2 separate regions of the Triticum aestivum genome follow, and region 2 is linked to region 1. Evidence: chromatin contacts called from public Hi-C data. All regions are on one chromosome and are shown on one strand. Each heading gives the region's core, a stretch centred on a gene start, on an enhancer-like site or on the middle of the called end of the contact. The rest is flanking DNA. Distances are from core to core; before and after follow the strand shown.

Region 1 (4,105 bases), core at 576-3,075:
GTTCAGGAATTCCCAAAAAATCGGCAATTTAAATTTTTCTTCATGATTTTGTGTGTGAATTTGAATAAAATCATTCATGAATTTGAGAAATGGTCATGAAGTTTTAAAATGTTCTTGGATTTGAAAACATTCAAAAATATGAAGAATATTCATAAATTTTAGAAATGTTCATGGATTTCAAGATTGTGCCTGAATTTGAATAAATAGAATAATAACGCAAGAACTGAAAACACAAATAAGAAAATAGCAAAGGAGACCACATAATAGAAAACGGCTTGAAGTTTCCCAAAACCTGGTGAGAAAGATTTCAAAGCTTTCTAAAAACAATCCTTGGAAACCGCTTCAGGTGCCCCTTAGACCTTGGACAATGCGAGATGCTTAGGGAGATGTTTCGTAAAATAAATCAAGTTTTTTCTTAACCATCGGTGCATATCTCTAAACTAGTTTTTTTAGACTAAGCATCATCCTTAACACATTTGCATTGTATAAGTCCTTAATGGGCCCGTCTAACGTTAAGGCTAGTGGTCAATCAGTCGGGATATCCATCACTGCGTTGCACCGTTTTAGTTTGGCGAAATTGTTAAACCAACGGACGGGTTACAGGAGGTTCATGGGCTCCTTCCTCTAATTCTTGCCACCCCTGATTTTCAGCGGGTGGGACCCCTCCCTCCCCCTTGAACCAATCACCATCTGCCAAGTCATAATGTCCCTGTAAAACCCACGTAATGATTCATGAATGTAGCATTACTCTTAATTTGGTCGTGGTCTCCGCCCGCCGGATCACATCGGCTTTACGCGCGTTTACGTACCGCCATGCCGCCATTGGTCATTGTTGAGCTTCGGCTGACAAACCTCCGTATCAAACAGCAGAAACGCATCGGACAGACTAGTGAGTACTTTGGTTGCGCACGGTCGCACCGGCCGGATGGTAGCTTCCATTGCCCTTTTCATCAACGACATCAAATCTATGGATTAGACATTTAATATTTACTCCTTTTGAAAAGAAATATAAAAGCATAATGATTTAAACGCTCTTATATTTTTTTATGAAAAAGGAGTGCTCGTTAGCAGCCACTGGCACTGCAGCGTCGTATCGTGAGTCGGTAAAGAGTCTCTTGACTTTATGCCGTACGTACTACGCGCGGGGCAAAGTAGGAGAATATTTTTTTTAACATCAGTACAGACACAAGCGCTCATATACACGCGCATACACTCACCCCTATGAACGCATACACGCACACCCTACCCCTATGAGCACCTCCGAAAGACTGAGCCGGCATATCATCTAGAGATTTATGAAGTCACGGTAGACGCCTCGTTCTCCTCCCACTGAATGCGCATCGCCGGAAATCCTGAAATAAATCTAGGAATAAATGCGAGTACCAGGATTTGAACCCTGGTGGGCTGAGGATACCACAGTCCCTCTAACCATCCAACCACATGTTGATTCGCAATAGGAGAATATTTTAATATATACATACGCGTAGATACATGATGGCGGCGCCCCAGTGCAAAAAACCTAGCAGTAGTACAAGTGTACAACTAACAGCCCGTGCAGCCGAGTAATAACCAATTCCCTGCCCCCAAAGGAATCTTTGTTTTGGCAAATACTCCAGCTAAACAAACCGACGCCGCTGACATGGACGTGACACCAAACATTTCGTGCAATAACACGTCAGAAAAACATTTCGTGCAATGAGACCTTCCTTGCAATCCAAACTTTGTCGAATTATTAGGGCCTTTCCGGACACGAGGGTCGGTCAGATCGGCTTGGTCTGAACCCGAACGGACGCTGCTACGGCACACCGCCGTCACCAGAGATCATGATGGCGCGAGAAAAGGCGCGTCGACCCATATCTCCCCAAAAGCGAGGGATCATGCACGCCACGGTATGGGAAAAGGGAGCAATTACCGTCGCCTTTTCTGCCGTTTCTTTGCTGTCGTCCATGGTCGTGCGGCCAAATCGCACCAACTTTATCGTGTCCCTACGCCCGCCACATGCGTCATCACATAGACCGGCCGCCGTCGTCGCCTTGGCAGGTTCTCTCCGGCGCCGAGAGACAATTTCGCCGTATCTTGCTCCGAATCCAAGCGGATGCTACACGTCTACGACTACAACCAGGGTCGCTCGGGTGACAACTCCGTTAAGCATCTCTAGCAGAGTCGCTAAGAGCAATTCGAATGGACGACCCATTTTATCCGCTGCGTTCGTTTGGGTCGGCACGGACAAAAGCAAAGGCCCAACGCGTCGACTCAAACCCAAATCGCGTCTCTACGCGTCCACGCCGACGCATTTATGACCCAAATTTGCAGCCCAAATGCGACGGCACGGACGCGAAGTGGACCCGCCGCGCGTCCCCTCGGTGTCCGCCGCGGTCTCACTTGGCGGCCACCCAACTACCACCCGTCGTCTAATTTATGACGACCACCGACAGAGGGCTCACTAGTCAGCCAGTGGAAGCATCCTTTTTTAACCCACGCGTGCGGCGGGGGCCGGCCTCATCCACTTCCGTCCACATCTGGCCCCACACCACCCTCTTGTGCTTCCTCGCCGGCGACACCCCCAAACCCTAGCAATGGGCCTCTTCGGCAGCAGCAGCCGCCAGGGCAAGTGCACCCCCGGCGCCTCATCCTCCCGTGCTCCTCCTCCCCTCCTCCGCCGCCGGCGCGCGTCCGCCCAGGTCGTCGGCGTCTGCACATCCCGGTGCACCAAGCGCGGTGGCACTGGGAGCATAGGCAGCCGCTGCCTTACCCCGATGTGACGCTGCTGCACCACTGGCACCTCGATCCGCACCGGATCCCAGCCGGCGGTTCCGCAGACACAACGGGCGCACGATGAGGAGGTGCGCAGGTGCCAGGCGCAGCTCACGCCGGCGCAGCGGCGGATGCACGAGTATGCCGCCGACTCTCCCAACTGGGAGGCCTGGTTTGCCCTCGAACACGAGGAGCAACGGAGGCTAGGCGTCGATGCCAACCCGCAGTTTTCACTGCCGCCCCCGCGGGTAGAGCCGGAGGAAATGGAGGCTGAGGCGGAGTACCAAGCCGCCCTCGAGCAGGCCCTGCAGCACGCGCAAGAGGCTAGCCGGATCGACGAGGACGCGCATTGGGATGGGTTGGAGCAAGCCCTTGCCTTGTCGACGGCGGGGGACTTCGTCCACACCCCGCTCTTCGTCCCGCCTCCACCGCCGCCGCCGCCGTCGTCGAGCCCAAGCCGGATCCGGAGCCAATGCGATAGCGCTCCCCGCCTGCACCCACTTTGTGACGCCCGGATAATTAAGCTACAGTAACCCTCTGCTAATGATGCCACGTCACCTTGATTACTGTTGCTAGTCTTGCGTTAGTTCGAAACCGATTCGAATTCAGATTCAAAATCAAGCAAACAATAAAAGTTTTCAATTACTAAAACTAAAATGTTTGGAGTGTGCCAATTAATGCCTAGCTAATTATGGTGAAGAAACCATGCTTTTACAAAAAAGCCTAAATACTTTAAAATGAATTAAAACAAAAATAATAATAATGAAAAGAACAAAAACAGAAAACAAAACTAACAATAAAACAATAAAAAAGATAAGAACCCTCCCTGGGCCGTTTGGCCACCTGACCACTAGCAGGCCGGCCCACCCACTACCCCGACCTACATACCCCGGTCCAACCCCCCGCAAACCCTAAACACCCCCACTCCTCCCGATCCCCTCGCTCCTCTCTCCCACCACGACCCGATCTGGATCGGGGGCGCTCGCCTCCCCCCGACGTCGGCGCCCACCCCCGGCGTCGCCCCGCCGCTCGATATCGCCGGCACCAACTCGTCATCAACACAGCGTCGCCCCGTCGTCCCCTGCGCCCATCGCTGACGCCGCTCGTCGCTCGTCGTCCCCGTCCCCCACCTCGCACCCCACTGCCCTTGACCCTACGCCCAACGGTGAGGCCCCCGGCCTCTTCCCCTCTGCCCTCCGCCCTCGCACGCCGTTAGCCACGACCACGTGCCGCCGCCACCCCGTACCCACCGTGCGCAGCCACCGCGCCCGTCCGCGCTCACCACGGCCGCGTCGGCCACGCGCTGCATCGCCCCGGCCGCGCTCACCGCGGCCCCGCCCCACCCAGCGCT
Region 2 (4,105 bases), core at 669-3,168, 160 kb after region 1:
CAACCAGAGGATCCCCTCGTGAAGAAAGGAGGAGGGCCTGCCGTCCGCCAGGCCGTCCGCCAGGCGAGCTTCGCTCGCTGGCCTCCTCCGGTGGCGGCAGGGAAGCAGGGGAGGAGGGAGGTCGAATGCGGCGGTGGCTAGGGCGCCCAAGTCGCCCCCCTAGAGGCGACGCGAGCGGAAGCGTTTTGTAAGAGACACTACTTCAATATCTGGTTTTAGTGAACTGTTTGAAAATTGGGGGAGAATTTCACTTCAGAAACATATTGCTTGACTTTGGCTATGGATATATTTGGAGAGTCAGCCGACATCCTCTAATATTTTTATTGTTGACGATGACGTAGGAGAAGGCTAACCGTGAGATGGTCATCTCTGGTGGATGGGAATATGGCGGAGATGTGAAGTTGGGGAAGAAGATGCTTTGAGATGGGTGTTAAACACATGTGTTATTCTGGATGGGGTCTCCCGTGATGGGAAAAGAGACCTGGTCTCAGATGATATTTTTCATGTTGAAACTGTACAATGATTAAAAAAAATCAAAAGTACAAAGGACTATTGTGTTTTTACTTGTTACTCACATGAATATCCGGTTTATATGCTTTGCATGATTAAGATAAATGTCTATTAACTAACTTGACTACGTATTAACCAAGCTCGAAAGAAAATTGGTGGCAGGGACATGGCATGAAAAAATGACATAGAAAAAGTTTGCATTATACATGCTATGTCTCCTAGTTTAGCACCATGTTTTAATGACATGATTTTTTTTCTTCGTATTTTTATAAAGGAAAAGGTCCATATTAACCGTACAGACTTGTTATCCATGCCCTAACTATCAAGAGGTAATAGTAATACAAGCCATCAGGTGACGTCGAATGGATGGTTCCTATTAATTGTTCAATCCAAGGGCTAACCCTCGTTGGCATTTTTTTATAGGAAAAATTCCGCGAGCACCACGCATCGGAGCCGGGTGTTTCTTTTTCGTGCCGTTGGTACCTGCTGTATTTGATCAAAACACGCTCGCGCACACACACAAGTGCCCGGCCGTGTCCATGATTGATGTGCCATGCCGCCAATAGCCGAGATGGAACACATTTATTTGCGAAATTGCAAGACTGACAAGTGTGAGGGCGCGCCTACACGCTGCTCACACAAGCTCTGGTGACTAGTCTGGACCTGGGATACTCCCAAGAGAGCAGGAGCCCCTTCCCATACGCTCCAGCTGGTAGCTAGGTTCTAGAGACAAAAGCACCAGGTGCACCGACCCCGAATGCAGCCCCCGCGCCCGCGAGAATGACAAATGTACGAACGACCACACACTTGCCCGAAAAGCTTCAAGCTTGAGACTTGAGAGTCTGCACCCGTACCTTTCGGCTTGCCACCACGGAGTGTGGCTCCGTCCTCGTACCAGCAGGAGAGAAAACGAAGACGGCGAGCGTTTTGCATCACGTGCCCGCGGACGAGGCCGGAGCGGCAAGGAACGCGCTGCCGCCGCACACGCGTCCGTCCGCCCGGCGGCTCGCCCGTCCACCTCGTATCGCCTTCCGCTGCCATCTCGCTCTCGTACCTGCCGTGACACACGAGCCCACGCGCGCGTCCGGCCCACCTTTCCTAACAGACGGCCAGGTTTAGACGGGCGCGCCAGCGTTCGCGCCCGGCGAAAAATCCCTGGATCTTTCTGGCCGGAAGGAAGTTTGCGCACCAAGTTGCAGCTTCAGGCAAACCTTTCCTCCTTCCTCCACGCGACATCGCTCTCTCGTGCTGCAGCTGCTGCTACGAGAGCGGTAGGTGCGCACAACGACTCTTCGTTCCTGTCGTTTCTCGCGCCAAATGACCATCTACGAGATACCAGCAGCACGATGCCGCCGCGGCACGGAAAAAGTACGCGCGCGCGCGCGGGCGCTAACACGTCAACGGAACCCTGGGCACCGTTGGTGCGGTTCGGCGCCGCGACAAAGCTTCTCCAGCCACAGGAACGAGACGCCCGCCATTGGAATCGTCCGCTCCTGATCTTCCACACGCCCAGCTCCTTCACCGCCACGGTTCATTCGCCCCGTCTATTCTTGGAACCTTCCCCGCCTTCTAGTTGCTGCACATGTTCCATTCCATGTCATTCCTCCCTCCCAGTATTTATACGGCCTCGTGGTTCGAAAGGTCCTCTGCACAGTCAATACTTCAGCTTCAACGCAGCGCAGCACAGGCAACGTTGGTTGAACACAAGGAGCTGACCGAGTCCAGCAATGGCGGCCAGGGCTGCAGGTACCGGCAGGCTACTCAGAGCGGCCACCGCCAAGGACAGCCGTCTGCCGTCGTCGTCTCCGGCGGCCAGCCGGCCGTCGTGCCGCATCCCGTCTCTCAAGTTCCCGTTCCTGTGGGGCACCAAGGCGGCGAGGCGCGGGATCGGCCGCGCCGCCGAGCAGAGGGCGGCGCTGATAACCCTGGGAGCGACCACCGCCAGCACGACGGAGGAGAAGCAACGCCTGCCGGGGGAAGCGGGCAGCGTGGATCTCCTGCTGCCTCTAGCGTACGAGGTCACCCGGAGGCTGGTGCTCCGGCAGTTCGGGGCGACGTGGCTGGCCCTTACGCGGCGTCGCTGGGCCAAGGTCGTCGAGGCCGTCATCCACCAGGGCATCGTCAGATGCCAGTCGTTCACGCTCATCGGCGTCGCAGGATCGCTCCTCGGTTCAGTCCCATGTTTCCTCGAGGTAACCAACTAAGCGCTTCTTCATCCTCCTATATGTGTGGCCATATATGCTGCAAGTCAAGTCTTCAAAGACTGATCAAACCTTTCTTCATGCGTGTCTGTAGGGTTGTGGCATTGTTCTGCAGTCGTTCTCCTTGCAGTTCCGTGCCATGTCGCAGACGATAGATCACGCCGAGATCATCAAGCTGCTCATCGAAGCATTAGGTACGTACCCGTACTTTTAATCACACACAAGGCACCCTGCGCCATCAATCTGATCGAGTCTGTTAGTAACTATTTTCTGTCCTCGTTCAGACATGTTCCTGATCGGCACCGCCCTGCTCACGTTCGGCATGGGGATGTACGGCATGTTCTACGGCTCCCAGCGCGTCCAGGAGCCCATCTACGAGAGGCTGAAGAAAGGGGCGAGGATCCGGTCCGTCACGCAGGCCAAGTCGAGGTTCGGCCACGCCGTCATCCTGCTGCTCCAGGCAGGCGTCCTCGAGAAGTTCAAGAGCGTGCCGCTCGTCACCGGCCTCGACATGGCCTGCTTCGCCGGGGCGGTGCTCGCCTCCTCCGCCGGCCTCTTCCTGCTGTCCAAGCTCTCGGCCCATCCGCAGACACGCAACAAGCAAGCCTCCTTCGCGTGAACGTGTCCAATGTCCCTGCTGCATAAGCAGCATAACATGCATTATTCATTTGTTCTTTCATTACAAGTTAGCAAAGCAAGACATAGTACTTATTAATAGAAAAGCGAAAACCTATGAAGCTCTTGTGCCTTTTCCTCTTTTCTCTCACTGCCCGTAGCGGTTTAATTTGTAGCTTGAGAGCAATGTCAATAAAGATTTCGGAGCGACTCTCTCTCGTGCTCCTTTGTCATCAGCCACGTAAAAACTCGTGGTGTGTTTCACTTTCACGTTGCCTCAGGAAATTCCAGTGGCCGCGTTCCGGCATCGACTGGGATGGGCGGCCGAGTGATTTCGATGGCAAAGGCGTGAGTGACGGTACCTGTGGCGCCGCGGCGTCGGCTCTTCCTTATTCGACCGTTCGCGGATTCTGCTCCGCCCCTCGCTGTCGCGCTGCCGCTTACAAGAGGGAAGAGGCGGTGTGGCGCGAGGAGGCAGGGATCACCGGCTCAGGCGTGGTGGTAATTTTTGGGACTGTCTATTTGATATTTGACTGTTTTACAATTTGAGAACATTCAAAAATCCTGACAAATGAACATATGACACCTGTACAGTCACAAAAACAGCTGACAGACATAAAGGACGTCAAAACGGGTCAGAGAAAGTAGCTGACCCGGTAACCCTGGACAACAAACCGCTCCAGAAAAATCGGCGACCTACCCCTCTCTTGATCTTCAGGGTCACACAGGACACAGCATGTGCCCAGCTTGCAACCAAAACCCTCCCGCAAACCACTGGA

The links. A called contact is a pair of places that touch in the nucleus more often than the background predicts.
Region 2: a contact with region 1 is called in a Hi-C map of leaf, with 5 times the contacts expected there. The contact joins the promoter of LOC123122762 here to the enhancer-like site in region 1. A contact is called at or near these places in 2 of 5 Hi-C or Micro-C datasets (both in leaf).

The regions. Positions count from the first base shown.
Region 1 is chr5D:461,349,721-461,353,825 of IWGSC CS RefSeq v2.1, forward strand. No RefSeq gene overlaps it. Among protein-coding and RNA genes, the nearest start is that of LOC123125521, 57 kb to the left of the region's middle. Within about 2 kb of position 1,826, at least 2 of the 8 cell types and tissues checked have an H3K27ac peak or open chromatin away from gene starts, as enhancers often do. A contact at or near this core is called in leaf, where this site is marked.
Region 2 is chr5D:461,511,161-461,515,265 of IWGSC CS RefSeq v2.1, forward strand. LOC123122762 reads left to right here and starts at 1,919. Exons shown (of 3, transcript XM_044543100.1): 1 at 1,919-2,702; 2 at 2,806-2,905; 3 at 2,996-3,559. The coding sequence starts at 2,238. The coding sequence ends at 3,330. It overlaps LOC123122763, which reads right to left. Exons shown (of 7, transcript XM_044543102.1): 7 at 3,823-4,105.